Linked DNA regions of Mus musculus: region 2 is linked to region 1. A link is a contact called in public HiChIP or PLAC-seq data. All regions are on one chromosome and are shown on one strand. Each heading gives the region's core, a stretch centred on a gene start, on an enhancer-like site or on the middle of the called end of the contact. The rest is flanking DNA. Distances are from core to core; before and after follow the strand shown.

What was found. HiChIP or PLAC-seq counts read pairs in DNA pulled down with a chosen protein or histone mark.
Region 2: a contact with region 1 is called in an H3K27ac HiChIP or PLAC-seq map of embryonic stem cells, with 5 read pairs. The contact joins the promoter of Acat1 here to the enhancer-like site in region 1. A contact is called at or near these places in 1 of 39 promoter capture datasets (the C10 cell line), 1 of 15 datasets of contacts at CTCF or cohesin (the NIH/3T3 cell line), 20 of 484 Hi-C or Micro-C datasets (DN3 thymocytes, cardiomyocytes, cerebral cortex and 12 more), 3 of 115 datasets of contacts at active chromatin or transcription factors (a beta-TC-6 cell line, bone marrow-derived macrophages and embryonic stem cells) and 4 of 9 other capture datasets (adipose tissue, embryonic stem cells, liver and 1 more).

Annotation. Positions count from the first base shown.
Region 1 is chr9:53,568,547-53,573,022 of GRCm38.p6, reverse strand. Npat (nuclear protein in the AT region) reads right to left here. Exons shown (of 18, transcript NM_001081152.1): 16 at 3,076-3,136; 17 at 1,845-2,976; 18 at 1-452. The coding sequence ends at 375. Among named protein-coding and RNA genes, the nearest start is that of Npat, 34 kb to the right of the region's middle. Within about 2 kb of position 2,207, at least 6 of the 459 cell types and tissues checked have an H3K27ac peak or open chromatin away from gene starts, as enhancers often do. A contact at or near this core is called in embryonic stem cells, where this site is marked.
Region 2 is chr9:53,608,445-53,612,920 of GRCm38.p6, reverse strand. It overlaps Acat1 (acetyl-Coenzyme A acetyltransferase 1), which reads left to right and starts at 2,571. Exons shown (of 12, transcript NM_144784.3): 1 at 2,571-2,708. The coding sequence starts at 2,646.

The sequences.
Region 1 (4,476 bases), core at 958-3,457:
GAGATGAGAAAGTACTCCAGAAGAATAAGCCTCGGGCGAAGTCAATCAAGACAGTGTGGGAATATTAGGTTGATTTAAGCTCTATTTTTACACAATATACACATGTACAATATACAGTGTCAAAGCTGTACAGTTTTGCAGATTGGGTTTACTTACATTTCTGCGTATGTTCTTTTAGAATACAAATATTCCATGAGAGTCTATTTACAAACTAGGAAGCTGCTTCAGAAACAGCATGACTTAGATATAAAGTGAAACCTCAGTACAGTCAAAGTGCAGGTCATGTTCGCAGTCTGTCTCTGGCCCGTTTCCTACTCGCCATCTGAAGGACACTAGTTTTAAATAGCTACTGGTCTCTGTGTCTGGGTGTTCGTTCACTCATCATAATGCAATGAGAGCAAGAATTTGTCCACATCCATTCCTGCTGGAAATGAACTAGGTAGCTTCTTTTTCTGTCAAAACAAACAAAAAAGAAGAGAAGGAAAAACAATAAACTCTAGGCCAGATAATTTTCTTAGCAAATCACCTAAAACACCGTATTAGGCTCTTTATTATTAAAATTGCATCATTTTTGAGTTTGTTAGAATTTATTTCCATAGGGAAAGACAGACAGGTTTTATTAACCCAATTCAACGTTAGTTTAGGGCAAAAGGCAAAAAAACAAATCTAGAGTATATATATGAATGTTCAGACAAGAGACATGCTTCCTTTAAAATGGTCATTTGTGTCAAATCATAAACTTACAAAACATTACCAACAGATACTGTTTTACTATACTATACTGATTTATTGTGTGCATGTGTGTATGTGTGTAAGTCAAAGGACTGCTTTTGGGAGTGTTTTTGCTTCTTCATGGTTCTCAAGAATTGAACTCTATAGTGGATCAGCCTTGAAGCTAGAGGACCCCTTTGCTAACACACATTAAAGAATACCACTCACTCACCAAGCTCCAAATGTTAAGATAGAGGAGATGCTTTTTAAAGTGTTAGCCTAAAACAGACTACAAAACCACAGGGTGAGACAATTTTAGGTTCAATGATGAGGCACAGAGGAAGAGACCAGAGACTAGACATGAACAGGCAGGCACAGGAATGGCATACACTTGATAAGAGAATTCAAACTCAGGCTTGCAGGACACCAAACCTAAAAACCACTCCTAACTTACTATACTTTCTCCTGTGAGTAGGACATTCACATGCTTTCCGTTTAATCTACTTGGTAAAACAAACTTTAAATAAATGCACTTTATTTATCAATGCTACCATCCTTGTACTGCCTTACTACAGACAACCATGGTTACAGAAAAAAACAAGAACATGAGTTTTTCTGCTCCTCTGCTAGGACCATCATTATAGACTATGGAAGGGATGGAGACCAGGAGGTGGGTTTTTTTCTTTTTTCTTTTTTTTTTTTTTTGCTTTTTTTTTTTTTCAAGACAGGGTTTCTCTGTGTAGCCCTGGCTGTCCTGGAACAACTCACTTTGTAGACCAGGCTGGCCTCGAACTCAGAAATCCACCTGCCTCTGCCTCCCAAGTACTGGGATTAAAGGCGTGCGCCACCACCGCCCGGCATGAGGTGTTTTATTTGGTAATTCATTTAATGGTTGTTTCCCAGGCTTTCACACTTTTTGTATTTCCATGAAAAATACTGGGTGATACCATGACAGAAACATTCACTTTTCCTCAGGATGATACATAGACAACTTGTATCATTGTGACTAGGAAACACTACTAAGTGTATAGTTTTGGAGGTATAGTTATCTATGTAGCTGCAGCAAACACAACTGAACTCTCTAGATACTGAAGGGACAGGAGTAGAATTGAAATGAGAACTTTCAAACTTGCCTTGATTTTCTTCTTTTTCATTGGTACTGATGAATTAGCAAGATTTTTACCAGACGTGCGGGAGTTTCTCTCACACTCATCTAATTCCTCAATTTTCCGTTTCTTTGTAGTGCTCCTTGAAGATGTTCTAAACTGCTGCGTGTTATCTTTTAGAGGAGTTGCTGTAGTCCTAGCAATTGCTGCTCTGGAGAGAATCATGAGCGTGTGGGCAGCCATGCTCACACTGTTTTCACTGCCTGTTTCACTGGCTGGGCTGCAGGCAGGCAAGTCTGCAGTGACAGGAGGGATCATTACTCTTGGCATGCTGCCTTCTTCACCACAGCGTCTACTAGCGGGGGCCTTCATACTGTCACTAGGCTCTTCTTTATGCTTTTCCCCTGCTCCTGAGCCAGGGGTCCGGGGTACTGGCAAGTCAGTATCGGCACTCCTATTGGCTGGGCTGTGGATGGGAACATCCTGCAGTATTTCTGCCCCAATTAAAGAACTGGCAGGTTTACTCTGCTCTTGTTTTTGATCCTTCACAGTTCCACCTACAGAAGTGGCATTTTTATTGTTTGAGGGTGTGGCTTGTTTTTTGGTCAATTCCTGCAGCGAGGCTATGGCTTTTTCGTTCCTCAAGCTCCCATTCTGCTGCCCACCAGGCAGTTTTGAGGTGTCTGCATTCTTCGGCCTTTCCCCATCACCGCACAATTCATTCTCCTTGTTAGCTGTTGCTTTATGGAGAGACTCAAGGGCCACTTCTGTGGGGGAAACTTTCTTTTCAGACTGAACTTCTTTCACAGTGGTGTGTCGACTAGAGGCAGTTTCTGATTTAGATAAAATCTTGGGCACGGTTTTCTCTCTCTCTCTTTTGATGGCGTTATTAGGAGGTGGTTTTAAGGTAGAGGACAGAATGGGTGAGTCAAGATGAGAAAAGGATGCTTCCTTCTTTTCTTTGTTTTCGGAGGTCATCTTATACAGTGACCCCTGTGTATTTGCAACAGAAGAAACAGTACTATCGAAACAAAGCACCCGCCTATGACTTTCAAATGGCTTGCTGGGAGGAGCTACCCTCTCTCCTGAGAGGGAAATCGTGGTGTCTTCCATTTTTTTCCCAAGTTCAGTGGCTATATTCTTATCAGAAGCTTCAGTTCTACCGAAACGAAAATTTAAAAAAAATCTCATTTTTAGCAACCAAAATTAGTCATTTAAGCATTTTAATAGCTTATGATGCAACATATTTTATGCTCACCTCTGCGTATGACATGCTTCTGAAAGACTGGACAAGTTTGTCAAATTATTTACCTGTTTTCCTGGAATTATAAATTAATTCATTAGAAATTATAAATTAATTCTTTGTGAAAGAATATATTCTTCTGAAAGAGAATGAGTCAGATGACATTATAATGAGTTAATCAACTTATTTGCTTCTATATACTTATTTTTTTAATACTTACATTGTTTTACAAAATAGACTCACACACTCTATAGAGGAAATCTAGATACAGAACCAACGATTTGCTTTAATTTCAGGCAAACATGAATTCAACCTTCAGGGCTACAACTTTTAATGTTCCAGATAGTACTTAGTGCACCAATTCTCTCAGTGTCTCTGAATGAATAGATCCCATAGATAATGCATGCACATGACCAGGTTCCTTACAGAAAATTGGAGTTATACATGTAACAGAGACATATCCTTTTATCACATCTAGGTTAGTCATACGATACAATACAAATACCATGTTAATAGCTAATATTGTACTGTTCAGAGAAAAATGATGAGAAAGGTATTTGGCACAAATGTAATTTTTAACTCTTCAGAAATGTTCTACCTGTGGCTGGCTGAATCTACAAATGTCAATGAAACTGAGAAGGAAATTGAACTGTACTTTGATCAATATAGCTGTTCAAGAAAGCCCCTTGGGGCTGAGTGTCTGACAGTGGCACAGCAGCAGAGGCAGGAGGATTTTTGTTTGTTAAAGGCCAACCTCATCTACAGAGCAAAAAGGCTACACAGAGAAACCCCGTCTCAAAAAACAAAAGGACAAACAAAACAAAGCACCGTGGGGAAAAGGGTTATAATGAATTAGAAGTGGTGTTTGTGAGACCTGGAGTTTGGATGGAATAAAGTCAAAGTAATAAAATCACCAATGGAGAAAAAAGGGGAGAGCCACATGGATTAGAGATAGGAGTAGATTAGGTGGGCTTTTCTCCATAAAGAAGCCAGCTGGTATAGCCAGCCACACCATGCTGCTTATACACACATGGTGGCTCATAACCATCCAGTTCCTGGGAATACAGTGGCTTCCTTTAACTTTAGTGGGCAGCAAGCATGCACAATAGCCATATACATATGTAGAGAAATCTTAAAAAAGAAAAGAAAAGAAACTAAACAAAACAAAAATCCCAAAACAATAGTGATCAGAAAAGAGCACCCTTACAACACAGTAGCCAAATTTTCAAAACAAACAAACAAACAAACAAACAAACAAAAACAGTAAAAATGTGAGGGAAAAACACCAATTCACACATAGAGGCAAAAACATTAAGACATGAGATCTCTTGTCAACAGCCCTTAATTTAGAAGTTCAGGAAAGGATATTTTAAATCCTGAAAGTAAATAATTCAAAACTGCAATTGTTATACCTCT
Region 2 (4,476 bases), core at 1,322-3,821, 40 kb before region 1:
AGTATGGCGGAGCCTGAGGCAGTAATAATATCACTGCAAGGTCAAAGCTAGCCTGGACTACAGTGAGTTCCAGGCCAATTAGGGCCTTGAGACAAAACCTTGTCTCAGAAAAAAGCCAACCCCCCCCCCCCAAATCTAATGGCTGTAAACAAAGAACCAATGCAATAGCTTTTTGGGGGAAAAAAAAAAAAAAAAAACAAGAATGACAACCTCCAGCTGAATTAGCCAAAATACAAAAATACAAATTAATAAAATTAGAGCAGAAAAAAATTACAATGAACATTAGCGTCTCGACCACTTTGAATCCTTATATTCCATCAAATTTGAAAATCTAGAAAAAATAAATTTATAGGCAATTATAGCCTGCTAAAACTAAAAAGAACACACATAACAATGAGATTGAAGTAGTAAGTAAGATGATTTTTGTGTCTGATAGCTGTGGCTGTCCTGGAACTCTGATCAACCTGCCTTTGCCCCCCAAATGCTGTGATTAAAGGTGTTCACCACCATGCCCAGCACAGATGGCTCAGTGGGTGAAGGACCTTGCTACCAATCCTGTCACCTGAGTTTGATCCCAGGGCCCTATGTTATGAAGAGAGAGCGTCTACTCCAGCGAGTGTTCTGACCTCCACATTCACGCTGTGGGACATTCATCCCTCCTTTGCCAATTACATTCCAAAACAAACAGACAAGCCAAAACTACCCCAACAAAACAAAAACCATGTTGAAGATGTGTAGGCTTCTTATAGAAGCCCATCCCAAAGCTTTGCCAATCACCCAAGACATTTTGATATAGTGAGTATCTTAATGAGGAAGGCACACCCCCACCATGCAAGGAAACGGTAGGCTTCATAGTGAAGAGATAGCTTAGTATACTTGCCTAGATTATATGAAGACCTGGGATCAATACCCACCTCTGTTGCCAGCAATCTAAAGGTGGACATTGGAGGAGTAGAACTTCAAGGTCATCTTTGACTACCTAGTGGGATTGAGTGCATCCTAGGCTACATGAGACTCTAACTTGAAAAACAAAACAAAAGTGGGGCTTATGGTTCAGCAGTTAAAAATACTATCAGCTCTTAGAAAGGACCTGGGTTCAGCTCTCAGAACACAACAGACAGTTCCCAACTACCTACAACTTCAGTTTTAGGAGTTTTGACGCCCTCTACTGTCCTCTTCAGGCGCCTGTATGCACTTGGTGCAGATACACAAAGGTGCATATACACATACACACACTTTACCCCAAAAGGGTCTGGGAAGATGATTCAGTGTGCAAAGTGTTTGCATCACAAGAAAGCGTTTAGAGCATCATCCATGTAAAGAGCTAGGCGTGGTGGCCCTTGATTGTAGCCCCAGTTCCATGGATGGGTGGATAGGGTTGAAGGAGTAGAGATGGTGGCTTATTAGCCAGCCATTCTAGTGCAAGGAGAGATAGACCCTGTCTCACAAAACAAACAAAAACAAAACAAAACAAAAAACACCAAACAAAAAGCAGCAGAGAGTCTCAGAGGGAGTTATCTGAGGTTTACCCTTGGCCTACACAGGAGTGCACACAATTACATGAAACAAGTCGACTTGAAGTAAATTGTTCAATTTGTATGTTGTGCCTTTTGTTTTACATCAAGGAAAATTAATGTCACAAGCAGAAAGATCTGCTATCCCCAACTGAAGATTCAAAGTCAGCAAATGGCCTGGCATAGTGCTTTTAATACCAGCACTAGGGAGGCAAAGACAGAAAGATCTCTGTGAGCTCAAGACCATCCTGGTCTACATAGTGAATTCCAGGATAGCCAGAGCTACACCGTGGGACCCTATCTAAAAACTAACCAAACAAAACCTAAGCAAAACAATCCTCCAACTAGCCTTAGCAATGGGTTACACAAATGTGAGAATTATCATGTAATATCAGTTAATGCACTGTTTCTGTTTTGTTTTAATTATTTGGAGACAGGGTCTCCGTCTGTAGTTTTAGTTGTTCAGGGACTCGCTATGTGGACCAGGCTGGCGTCGAACTCATAGAGATCCACCTGCCTCTTTCCTGAGTGTGTCCCATCACACCCAGCCTGCGGGGAGTTTCTTTGAAAGTTGATGTAATCTTATTATTACTCAGTGAAGTTTAGATAGTAATATGTATTTTACTTAGCATCCTACAGAAAAACAACTTCAACATTCTTTTAACGTAAGAAATTGGTTTATTTGTATTATAAATGAATATAATGGGAATTGCTGGAAACATTTACCAACATCCTTTGTCTGGGTAATACAGTCACCTGATCAGGCACGGCAAAGTGAATGGAAAGTCTCGGACTGCACGAAAACTACAGGCATCTGGAGGCAGAAACAACTGGCATCAACAATCAACAGTTTAGCGTGCACCACCTAGGTGTCAAGCCACGTGGTCATTAGTCCTTTTTTTTTTTTTTTTTTTTTTTTTTTTTTGGTCCAGGAGAGCCTCAGCTCAGTCCTCGGGCCAAGCGCCAGGCCCCGCCCTCTGGCTACGGGCCAATCGCCGCCAAGCGCAGCGATCTTGGACTGCTATTGGAGGAGAGGGTCGGGGCGGTGCCCGCCACGACGTCGCAAGCTCTGCGGTGGGGAAGTGGAGGCCGCGGCGCGTCTCTCTGCCCTTGACAGCCTTTCGCGTCTCCATGGCTGCCCTGGTGGCTCTGCACGGCGTCGTCCGCAGGCCTCTGCTTCGCGGGCTGCTGCAGGTGAGCAGGGTCGATTCCGGGGGTGGGCCGGGATCGGGGAGCCCACCAGCCGCCCGCGAGGTCCGTCCTCGTGGGCCACAGCGCTCAGCACCAGCGCCTTGGGGATCGAGTGCCTGCGCCGTCGTGTGTCAGTCCACCTGTCAGTCTGTGCTACTGTCACGCTCCGCATCAGCTGTGCAGCAAAGCTTGGGCCTGACCAGGCGCGATCCCAGACTGCAGAGAGCTGAGTCTCTCTGTAGGCCCAGGAGTTTCTAAGACGTTTTTGTGACCTTGTGATTTCCTTTTCCTTGTTTTTTTGTTTGATTGGTTTGAGTTTTGGGGTTTGGTTTGTATTTTGTTCCACTGGTTTTTCTGTGGAACCCTTGCTGCCCTGGAACGCTCTCTCTCTCTCTCTCTCTCTCTCTCTCTCTCTCTCTCTCTCTCAAGATCAGGCTGGCTTCGAGCTCATTGGTCTTCCTCCACCTGCAGAGTGCTGGGATTAAAGGCATGAACCACCACCTGGCTAATCATTGGTTTAATTAATTGTCTTAATCAGAGCTCAGGCACTATATGGCAATCAGAAGATTGTCTTAAAACTAACAAGATGGCTACTGAGACAGTACAAGAAATAATTTTTATTTGAAGTGAGTGCCTCGCTTCTGATGGTTGTGTTCGGCGAACACTTTGTACTTTCCAAAGGTGACATTCTAGACTTTGTCGGTCAGTCTTTAAGAGTCTGGAGTTAGGTTTGCGTGGTTTTGTTTCTGAGAAAATCAGGGTTCGCCGAAACGGGTAGTTCTGGCAATAGGAGCTGAAAGAGAGCATTGCTCTGCAAGAGATTGTGAAAGAATAATTGAGGGCCCGAGGCTTGGAGCTGGAAGCTGAGGGCAAACAAACTATAAAATGAATCTTACTTGAGTTGCTGCTCGGGCAAGAGGAGCTTGAGATCAAGGATTTCAACCCACGTGGGCAATTTGGAGATACCCAGTCTCCGAAAGATAAAAAAACAATAAGTACTGGGTGACTGCAGTAATAGGAAAGCCAGAGGGATAGTCTATTTTCTCATCTGGAGATGGGCAGAACCTCACTCGTAAAATAAGTGTTCCCGGGGCTGGAGAGATGGCTCTGTGGTTAAGAGCACTGACTGTTCTTCCAAAGGTCCTGAGTTCAATTCCCAGCAACCACATGGTGCCTCACAACCATCTGTAAAAAAAGGAATCTGATGCCTTCTTCTGGTGTGTCTGAAGACAGCTACAGTGTACTCATATGCATAAAAAAAAAAAAGTGTTCCCAAGAAAGACTCGTGTGCCTTTTTCCTTCTGACCCTTCCTTCTCCTCCCCTCCCTTTTCTTGCCTCTCTCCCCGCCCCAGCCCCACTCTCCTTCCTCCCCCTCCCCACCATTACTATTACTCTCTTTCTAGTGGTTTTGCTAACTAGGTCATCTGACTTTGAACTCCTCACTCCCCTACCTCAGCCTCTGGATTATCTGGAATTGAAAGAGTAGCCATCATGCCCAGAGGAGTTCTGGATGAGTAAGTAAGTTTCGCGAGGATGGCTGGAGAGAGGTCCATGAAATTAGGTTAACTGGGATTCTGGATAATGTGCCTGGACGAATTAATTAGATAAGCCAGGTAGTCAAGGTGTGTAAACAGAAGTGTGCAGAGCCGGCTTAGTCTACACTGGAGGCTTTATAACCAAGTGCAAACTATCTTCTGCATGATAAAAGTGAGTCTGAACTGGTGTAATGGAGTCCATCTAAATGTAATTCTGCATTGAAGAAGCTGAGGC